2 separate regions of the Gossypium hirsutum genome follow, and region 2 is linked to region 1. A link is a contact called in public Hi-C data. All regions are on one chromosome and are shown on one strand. The core of a region is the stretch at or near the end of the contact, and the rest is flanking DNA. Distances in the headings are between cores, read along the strand shown.

Region 1 (4,439 bases), core at 1,035-3,534:
TAATCAAGATCTTAAAAAAATTACTTTAATATAAACATTCAAAAATCAATATATAAACCCATGAAATTTCAAGAATCAATTATTCAAAAGAACCTTAATCAATTCTCAATGATTCGATATGAGGAGGCTCAGATGCCACTTGTTAGAATTTGTAAAATAAATTTGAAATAAAACTTAATAGACCAGGATCTATCATGTCAAATTATCAAGAATAAATTAAGAACAAAATTAGATGCGGAAGCGTACCTAAATCCATGAATTCCTTAAAGTTTTATTGGATCTTAGGGATTTGATCTTCCAAATTAGCACACAAGAAATTCAGATAATATCTGCTCTCTTTTTCCTAATGATGGGATATTAGAAAATATATATTGTGTATAATTTGGGGATCATAACCCTAATATTTATAACCTTGCATATTAGTTCTAATTAAATTCTAATTAGCCTATCATTAATTAAATTTAATTAGAACTCAATTACTAGAGTATCTACACATATTTGACCCATACTTTATTTAATAATTAAAGTCCAATAAAATTCTAACCAAATTAGATCACTTTTAATTTGGGCTAACCTATCATGATAGTAAATAATAACATGTAATTACCCTTATTATGTATGTGATGTCAATATTTTCCAACAAAAAATTATTGTCAGGTACTCGTTTGGCACTGGTTTAAATCGTTATTATCCCCAACCCCTACTCCTAATATTATTATATATAAAAAGAAGTTTGTTGTTTTAAGCATAAGCAAATGATAATCCATTTCCATTGAAAAGAATGTGATAGTTTTAAATTGCGATTTATATATATTTGCCATCATTTTGAAGATTGTATTAAGCTATAAATGATGTCTTCAACACCGTTCATTTCCATTTCCTGTAAAAGTGGAGAATTGAAGTTAGTGTTACTTAGAATTCAAGAAGGAGTGCATCAATTCTTTCATGTATTTGGAGTTACATGATTAAATATGTTTTTAAATAGGTTTAAAATGTTTACAAGTATAAATATAATGAAATTGAAAACTAATTTACAAAGCATATTCGTGAGCTTTGCGGCTAAGGCTTGGGAAGTGAAGATTTATCATCTGCTTAACCAATCAAATTTACTTGGTGATACAATAGGAGTTCCATATATTGTAATAAGGCTTAGCCTTTCTCCTTTTTACCAATATATTTAATAAATTCATATAACTGCATTGTAACTAAAATGTTAATGAATATGTCTTTCAACTAATTTTAGGGGCCGGAATTAAATTATATATTTTTGTGATAGTAAAAATATAATTTCATTATTTTAATAACCTAAATCTTTATAATTTTGAAAAAATTAAATTAACCTTTTATCATTTTTGAAAGGTTAAAGTGTAATTTTATAATTATTAATTTAAAATTTTATAAATTATAAAGAGGCCTAAATGAAAAATTTTCTGTTTTAACCTACCTCTCCCCTGATTAAATTGAAGTAATGATTTTGTACGTTTACTATTTCTTTTATCTATTATTATTTTCAATTTCTAAGTTTATATTATGTATAAATATATTATATATATTAAAAAATTATGAATTTGTGAAATTTATTTTTAAAATCTAACAAGATAAATCCGTGCATTGTGAAAGTTAGTTTACTTTTAATTTGATGAACTCACCATGAAATTAAACATTTTATATTATTCTATTTTTGTTTTCTTCGTTATATTATTTTAATTAATACGTAAAATCAACCCGTATATTTCGTAGGTAAGAAAACTATTTATATTATATTATAAGGTTTCAGACTCCCAACAAACATGGAGGCCTATTTTTATTTGAATTTAATATATTCAAATTCAAATATAAGTGATAATAATAAAACAATACTCATTTAAATTAAATTTAAAAAATGATTATAATTTTAGTTAATTAATTTAAAAAATAATATTAGAAATATAGGTGATAATTTTATTTATCTAATCTCATTATAAACTTTGATAATATCTGTTGTATTTGACACAATGTCTAGAATTATTTATCGCCCATTCTCAACCCATAAATAGTAGGATAATGCGCTTTAACACACTCGAACCTACGTCCTTCTCATTGACAATAATACTTATTCTAATCGAGTTAAGATTGTAAATTTTTTTAACCATTATAAAATTAAAATAAAAACATTATTAGAAATATGATTAGCAGAGCATTCTGCTTGGTCGGTTGGGCAGCTTTGTAAAGGTTGGTGACAACTGCCCAAATCTCCAAAAAGGGCATTCGAGGTCTGGTGGCGAAGAACATTAATTAGACCATGTGGCATGCTCCAATGAGTAGGAAATTGTAGGCAATGCCAATCCATCTAGCCTCATCTGTGTGCCCAACCATTTATCGTAGGAAGAAGCAGAGCCTATCTAGAATTGTGACTCTGGGTGCATCATTTTGGCCCAAACCCAAACCTCCAGGTGGGGAGAGTCATCTGGCATCTGTTGTTGTGTAGGTTCATTTCTAAATAATGAATGTGAAAATTAAAAGCTCTAATATCAAGTTATCGTCCGTTTCTCTTGCATTGAATTTACCATTTATATACCCCACAAACAAGACAGAAGCCGTACCTGCCCCAAAAGGCGATTCATTGAATTGTCTGATACAAGGTTTGTGTGCCTATAAAAAACCCAGGTGAAGCGATTTTGGATGAGTGGTCGGAGAAAAAAGGACCGATATTCTGGATTCAGGACCACCCTCCCTCTCCATCCAACGCATACAAGAGTAGGGTTAAAAATGTCAACCTAGATGAGCATAGAAGCTGGAGTGGAGTGTCATCAATCATTTTATTTGATTGGTGATGATCCCTAAAAACCATTATCAAGTTTTCTCTAACGTGCCCCAGAAAGTAATAAATTGATTTAATGAATCCTTAAGTTTTTATTCTCTCAAATCAAGAAAATGGGAAACACAAGTGAAAGTGACATTACTTGCTACACTTATCTGTTGCTGACAGAGAAGTGTTTTGAGAGTGATAAGGATTCTTTTGTATTTATTTTGCAGCTTTAGCTGATGATTTCATCTTTGATTGTAATGTAAACCCTCTCTGTTGCTTTATATCCTTTCTCCCAAATCATCGAAAAGCAAAGGGTCATTGTTGCTTTACATATATGCTTTGTTTATTTGTTTTTTACTTAAGTTGTACCAGTAATCACATTACTCCTGAATTTGAAGCAAAGCTCTTTCCGTGTTTTATTATTATTAATATTTGAATTTCTTATTATTCTGCTGTCGACTTTTAAGAACAAATCTAGAATTTGACTTTTAGATAACGCAACAAAAACCCTACCATTCTTGTTAGTTAATAGCTTTAATTGGTAGTAATATTAAAAATTTATGATAATTCTAATATAATTAAAAAAAGTTGCAAAAAGAAATAAATTACGGAAATTATATTAGAAAATGTTGAGATAATTATAATATAATTTAGATTTAGATTTATCAGTTAAAAAGCGTATATGGTAGGTTTTTTTATTAAAAAAATGGTGATAATTCTAATATAATTTAGATTTATTAGTTAAAAATAAAAAAAAAGTAGTATACAAAATAGTTTTTAAAGGTTATATAATTAAACTTTATTTACTTAAGTTAGAGTTATATATAAATTAAAATTTAAGTTTATGCTTATGATAATTTAGAGTTATTATTTATCTAATTTAATATTTATATTTAAGTATTTTATTGTGCTATTTCACCCTTAATCGGGTGGTTAGTTCACCTACAAAATTATAGAAATACATCTTATTTGAAATTAAATTTAAAATTATTATGATTAAATTTCTGTCTTTTCATGCTTTTATATCATATTTAGATAAAAATTTTAAAAATTACAAATTTTAGAATCGAACACTTGTTTAATAATATGAAAATACAAGTTCATTACCACTCCATCAATATTTATTATTTAATAAATTTAAAAGAAAATATATTTAATTTTTTACTTTAAAAGAAAATATTTTAAAAGGAAATTACATAAAATATTTTCTTTCACCGACGTTGTAGGCGTGACAAAATCTAGTTACTTTTAATATGTTTTTCATACATAGTTATATTTAATATTTTGATTTATTAAAAAAAACAAAATATAATAGAATTATATAATTTTGATGAAAAATAATATAAAATAGGACATACTACAAAAAAAAAAATACAAACATTGTGTTTTATTATAATATGAAAATTCAAATTTTATATAGTATGAATTATTAACAAATAAAATTTATGTCATGTCCCGAAATATAGGGGGTTAATTGAAATTATCAAACAAGAAATGAATTAGACTTAATGGTTAAGTGTTAGAGAGTCCTCCTTAGAGACCCAGGTTTGAGCTCCCTTCCTCTTATTTTTTTTTTAGATTTTCGGCAACCTAGAGTAAAGCCATACCTCAAAATATATATGGTTAGAAATTGGGATTAAAAAAGCAATGA
Region 2 (4,439 bases), core at 1,401-3,900, 62 kb before region 1:
AAATATATGATGGAGCAGGTACAATTGCATGGCCAACATCATACCTTTATTTCCCCCTATTCTATTTGGAGCATATTCACTTTTTTCCTTTTGGTTTTAGGGGAGATCTCTAGGTATTTTATTAACCTATGTAAGCGTAGATACAAGGGGACCGTATTGGCATAGTTAAAACACTTAAATGCTCAACTAGAATATTGTTTTATGACTACATACAATGATAGGAGTATAGAATAAAAGAGTGGTCCAAACTTTTGCATCTAAAAAGGCCATATTGTGGAGCTTCAAAAGCATATGAGTTTTCTACATTTATTTGTTCATGGTGGAGGAGTTGATAAAGTTCAAAACAAAGCCACCAAACCCAAGTTTTCTTAATCATCAAAAGTTTAGGGTTATAGTCACTTGAAATATCCATAAGCTTACTTGCTTAGGTTACATCGAATTTAAGCTTCATTTGGCGTTTGATTCTAAACTTTAAAATCATATATCTAATCCATTTTTGTAAGCTTATAAGATTTTCAAGACAGTGCATTATGGGGTGTGATTGAAACATATCAAAAATTAAGGTGGGAGAGAAGGAAATTTTGGTAAGAAAATGACATAAAAGGTTGGATATAGACAAGCATGAATTTGACAAGGGGATAAGAAAACAAATAAAAGTGGGGGGATATAGGAGAAAATTAGTAGAGGATCATTTGAACAATTGTTGATGGAAATGGGGGCAATGTAGACTGTCTGTCTTGTTGCTCATCTTCTTTTGTTCACCATAGACGCTTCCAACCTCCGACATTTTAAGGAGCAATTGTTTACTGTACATAATTTTAATTGATATAATAATAAATTTAGTTTTTGATATTTATACATTTTGTATAAATATTGACATAATGTGTAAATGTTACAAGCTAAATTTGTTAAATCAAGATCAAATTCTTAAAACATATAAATATTGTGGACTAAGTTTATTAAATCAAGGCTAACTTTACAAAATATGTAACTAAATTTATTATTATACCAATAAATAATATGTACAACTGATAGTTGTGATTAATTGTCCTTGGTTGCTTACTTTCAAAATTGACAGGGATCAAATTATTTTAAATTTTTTTTATAAGGGACTAATTTGCTTAATATTGAAACTAAGAGGTACTAAAGAGAATTTTTCCCTTAAAAATATAAATTAATGAAAAGGGGGAATCCATTATTTATTTTATTTTTATTTTTGAAAATGACTGAACAGATATATAGCTTTCAATTTGTTGCTGCCCATTAGTTATATAGGGAAACATCATAGCATTAGAAAATGGACTTTGGGTTATGCTGATTCAATGGGATTTCACTTTCCATTAGCAGGAAAAAAAAAATCTTTTGAACCTTGCTTGGACTTCAAGGTACCAATAATTTAAGAATGATATTATTTAGGTATTTGGTCCAAATTATAATTAATTGTTTGATTTTGATATCTAATTTCTAATTTCTTTAAAAAAAAAAGAAGCAATTAATTATTGAAGCTTTCAAATGAGATTGTCAAAATTTATTATATAATAAGATAAATAAATGGACCACATTCATTTTGCCTTTTCCACGGTTTCCTTTTTCCCTATTTTGTCAAACAAGATATGAACATAGTGGATAGTGGGCATAGATTATCCTTTTCAAACTGTGCACTATTTTTGTTATTGTGCATAAAGTTACTTGTGAGATGGGATTCAAATTTAACCATTAAATTATTTTTATGTTAAATATTTTAAAAAATAATTTATGTATATGCAAAATTAGTCATAAATCTGAAATTATACTAATAAATATATTTACCCACACGATATTAATTATCATGATATCATATTTTGAAAATAATGAATGAGATTGTAAATACGTAGATTTAAATTCTAAAAATATAATCTCTCAAAAATAATTAGATATGTTAAATGCATTAAATTAGAAAATAAAACGCTTAAGATTTGGCAATTTGTTGTAAGGCTGGGAAAAGAAATTGAGAAATCGAAAATCGATCTAAATTGTTGTGTTTTAAATAGTCTTGGTTAACAAGTTAAAAAAATTCATAATTACAATAGATTAAATTTTAATTTTTACGATATAAAAATAAATATTTTATATTTAAAATAATTAAAAAATATTATATAAAAATATATTGTGAAATTAAAAAACTTCAAAAATCTTGTACAAAACTTATTTTAAAATAGAATCAAAACAAATTATTTAAAAAATAAAACCAAAGCGAATGGAACTGAAGTTAGGGTTAATTTGTTGAAGTGTGTACCTAATACATATATGGGCATGACGCAGAAAACTAGAAGACAAAATAAAGTGCCGGTGAGTTGCCTTTTGGCTTTTATGCCAAATGTGACTTTAATTTGCATTATGAAGTGACCTTAGTGGCTTGTAATTTTCTTACCAGGAAAACACAAAAAAATACTTAAGCACATTTAATACACAATCAAATAGAAAATAAAACTTTTTTTTTTGTATTCAAGATTTTATTTAAGGGTTATTAGCCATTGGAATATTTTTAATTTAAAATTAAAAGTTATATTTAAGGGTTTAGGAATTTTGTAGTACTTAAAATACTGTGTATAATTCAACGACTGACATTTGTCCATAGAAAAGGGACTATGAGCTAAGTCGCACTGGGATTGAAATTCTTGTCACTACGGAGGTTTCGGTATCTAACAACTTAAATTCACACTTTACATCAAATTTCATTTGGGGAAATTTTTTACATAATATTTCCCCCAAGTATTGCATCCAGGCAGGCATATCATCGACAATTAATAATATAAAAACTACCCATATATATAAATGTAATGGATGCCCTCTCCATCAAACTCTTTTCTAGCCTTCCCTCAAACACACCAATAAAAAAGAATTGTTAGAGAAGCCTAAATGGGTGCCTGTGTATCCTCAACTTCAACCTCAAAACCAGGCAAAACAGTAGGAGGAGGAGGAGGATCATCGAGCGCAACCAAACGGTCATCGATGGCAGCCACGGTGGTTCACATGGATGGTCGTGTCCAAGAGTTCAGGCAATCAATCCAAGCCAACAACATCATTTCCCTCAACCCCGACTGCTTCCTCTGCAGCTCAGAGTCGATGTCCATCGGTACTTGTGTGCCTCAAATGCCTGCTGATGAGGACCTTCAACCTGGACAAATCTACTTCTTGTTGCCACTCTCCCAATCTCATAAACCCCTTACCTTGCCAGACTTGTGTTCTCTCGCCATTAAAGCTAGTGCTGGCCTTGGTAGATACAGTGTTGACCTCTCCTCAAGCCGCTCTAAACTCATTCTCAGGTGATGATCAGGGTGGTAACATTCGACATGTTCATCTGCAGGTTAATTCAGGGAATTTTTTTTTTTTGGCTAATGCTTTTTGCAATTCTTTTTTCATAAAGGTGACTAATATTATCTGAAATAGATTGGAAAAGTCAACGGTTTTCGATTGGATTGGTGTTTTTCACTTTAGGAAAGTACTAGTAGCCATCTCCATCTAACTTTGTTAGCCGGTTCATCAACCTTTCCAGCTCCTTGGAATTTAGAACTGAAGGCAACTTGTCATGGCCTATTGCTATGCTCAGCTCTAAGACTTCATTTCTCAATCTTCACCAGCCGTTTTGGTTGCTTTTGCATTGTCCTTCTATCATTTGTTTGGGACTGGTTATTGGGTTCATCGCCATTTTCGTTCCCTTCGAAGCTTAATATTATATACTTGTATAAAATTGTAAACACAACCAAGGCAAATGAATTGCTAGAACTACACAGAACCAGCAGTTCTGCCTTCTGTCAAGCCACCTACATATTTTTCAGAGCCATTCCAACTAATGTATCATAGTTTTGCAGTAGCCTTAATTTGATTTCAATTCAAAAGGAATTTATTAGGGTGTTGGGAATTTTAATTTTTTAACATACATACCAGAGATTATGATGCTCAACAGGTAGTCATCCTTGAGACCTTATATTAATAACAAAACCAGGAAGAAACCACAGAGATCGATCTTAGACCTATTGACTGTCATCTAAACTAAAGCGAGGTTGATATACCCTTTCAGTACATGTTTAATTGTCTAATCTACAATGCCAATGCCAACAGGCCTCTCAACCATGCCGAGGTTCATGACTGTATAAAGCTTTAGTCCGGTTTAATCAAGTGGCTAGTTGAGAGTGACTCTAGTGGAGTATAACTTAAACCGGCCAAGAAATTGGATTAACTAGTTTTGAAATCTGAATGGTTTTAAGTAAGACTTAGTTGCGTTGGCACATGAACATAGTCTGGGCTGGACCTCTCAATTAGCCAATGCCGACAGGCCTGCTCGCTACGTGCCAAGTGAACAAAATGGGTTCTCTGTTTGCAATGTATGCCTTGGCCTCTTTTATTCCTTTTATATAAAACAATGTTAGTCATATACATCTACTGCAACAAGTCACTGA

What was found. A called contact is a pair of places that touch in the nucleus more often than the background predicts.
Region 2: a contact with region 1 is called in a Hi-C map of leaf, with 1.9 times the contacts expected there. The contact joins the promoter of LOC107925686 here to the enhancer-like site in region 1. A contact is called at or near these places in 11 of 34 Hi-C or Micro-C datasets (anther, callus, fibers and 3 more).

What each region holds. Positions count from the first base shown.
Region 1 is chrA12:17,275,841-17,280,279 of Gossypium_hirsutum_v2.1, reverse strand. No RefSeq gene overlaps it. Among protein-coding and RNA genes, the nearest start is that of LOC107925663, 54 kb to the left of the region's middle. Within about 2 kb of position 2,284, at least 5 of the 9 cell types and tissues checked have an H3K27ac peak or open chromatin away from gene starts, as enhancers often do. A contact at or near this core is called in fibers and leaf, where this site is marked.
Region 2 is chrA12:17,337,779-17,342,217 of Gossypium_hirsutum_v2.1, reverse strand. It overlaps LOC107925686, which reads left to right and starts at 2,650. Exons shown (of 2, transcript XM_016856404.2): 1 at 2,650-3,305; 2 at 3,407-3,882. The coding sequence starts at 2,899. The coding sequence ends at 3,410.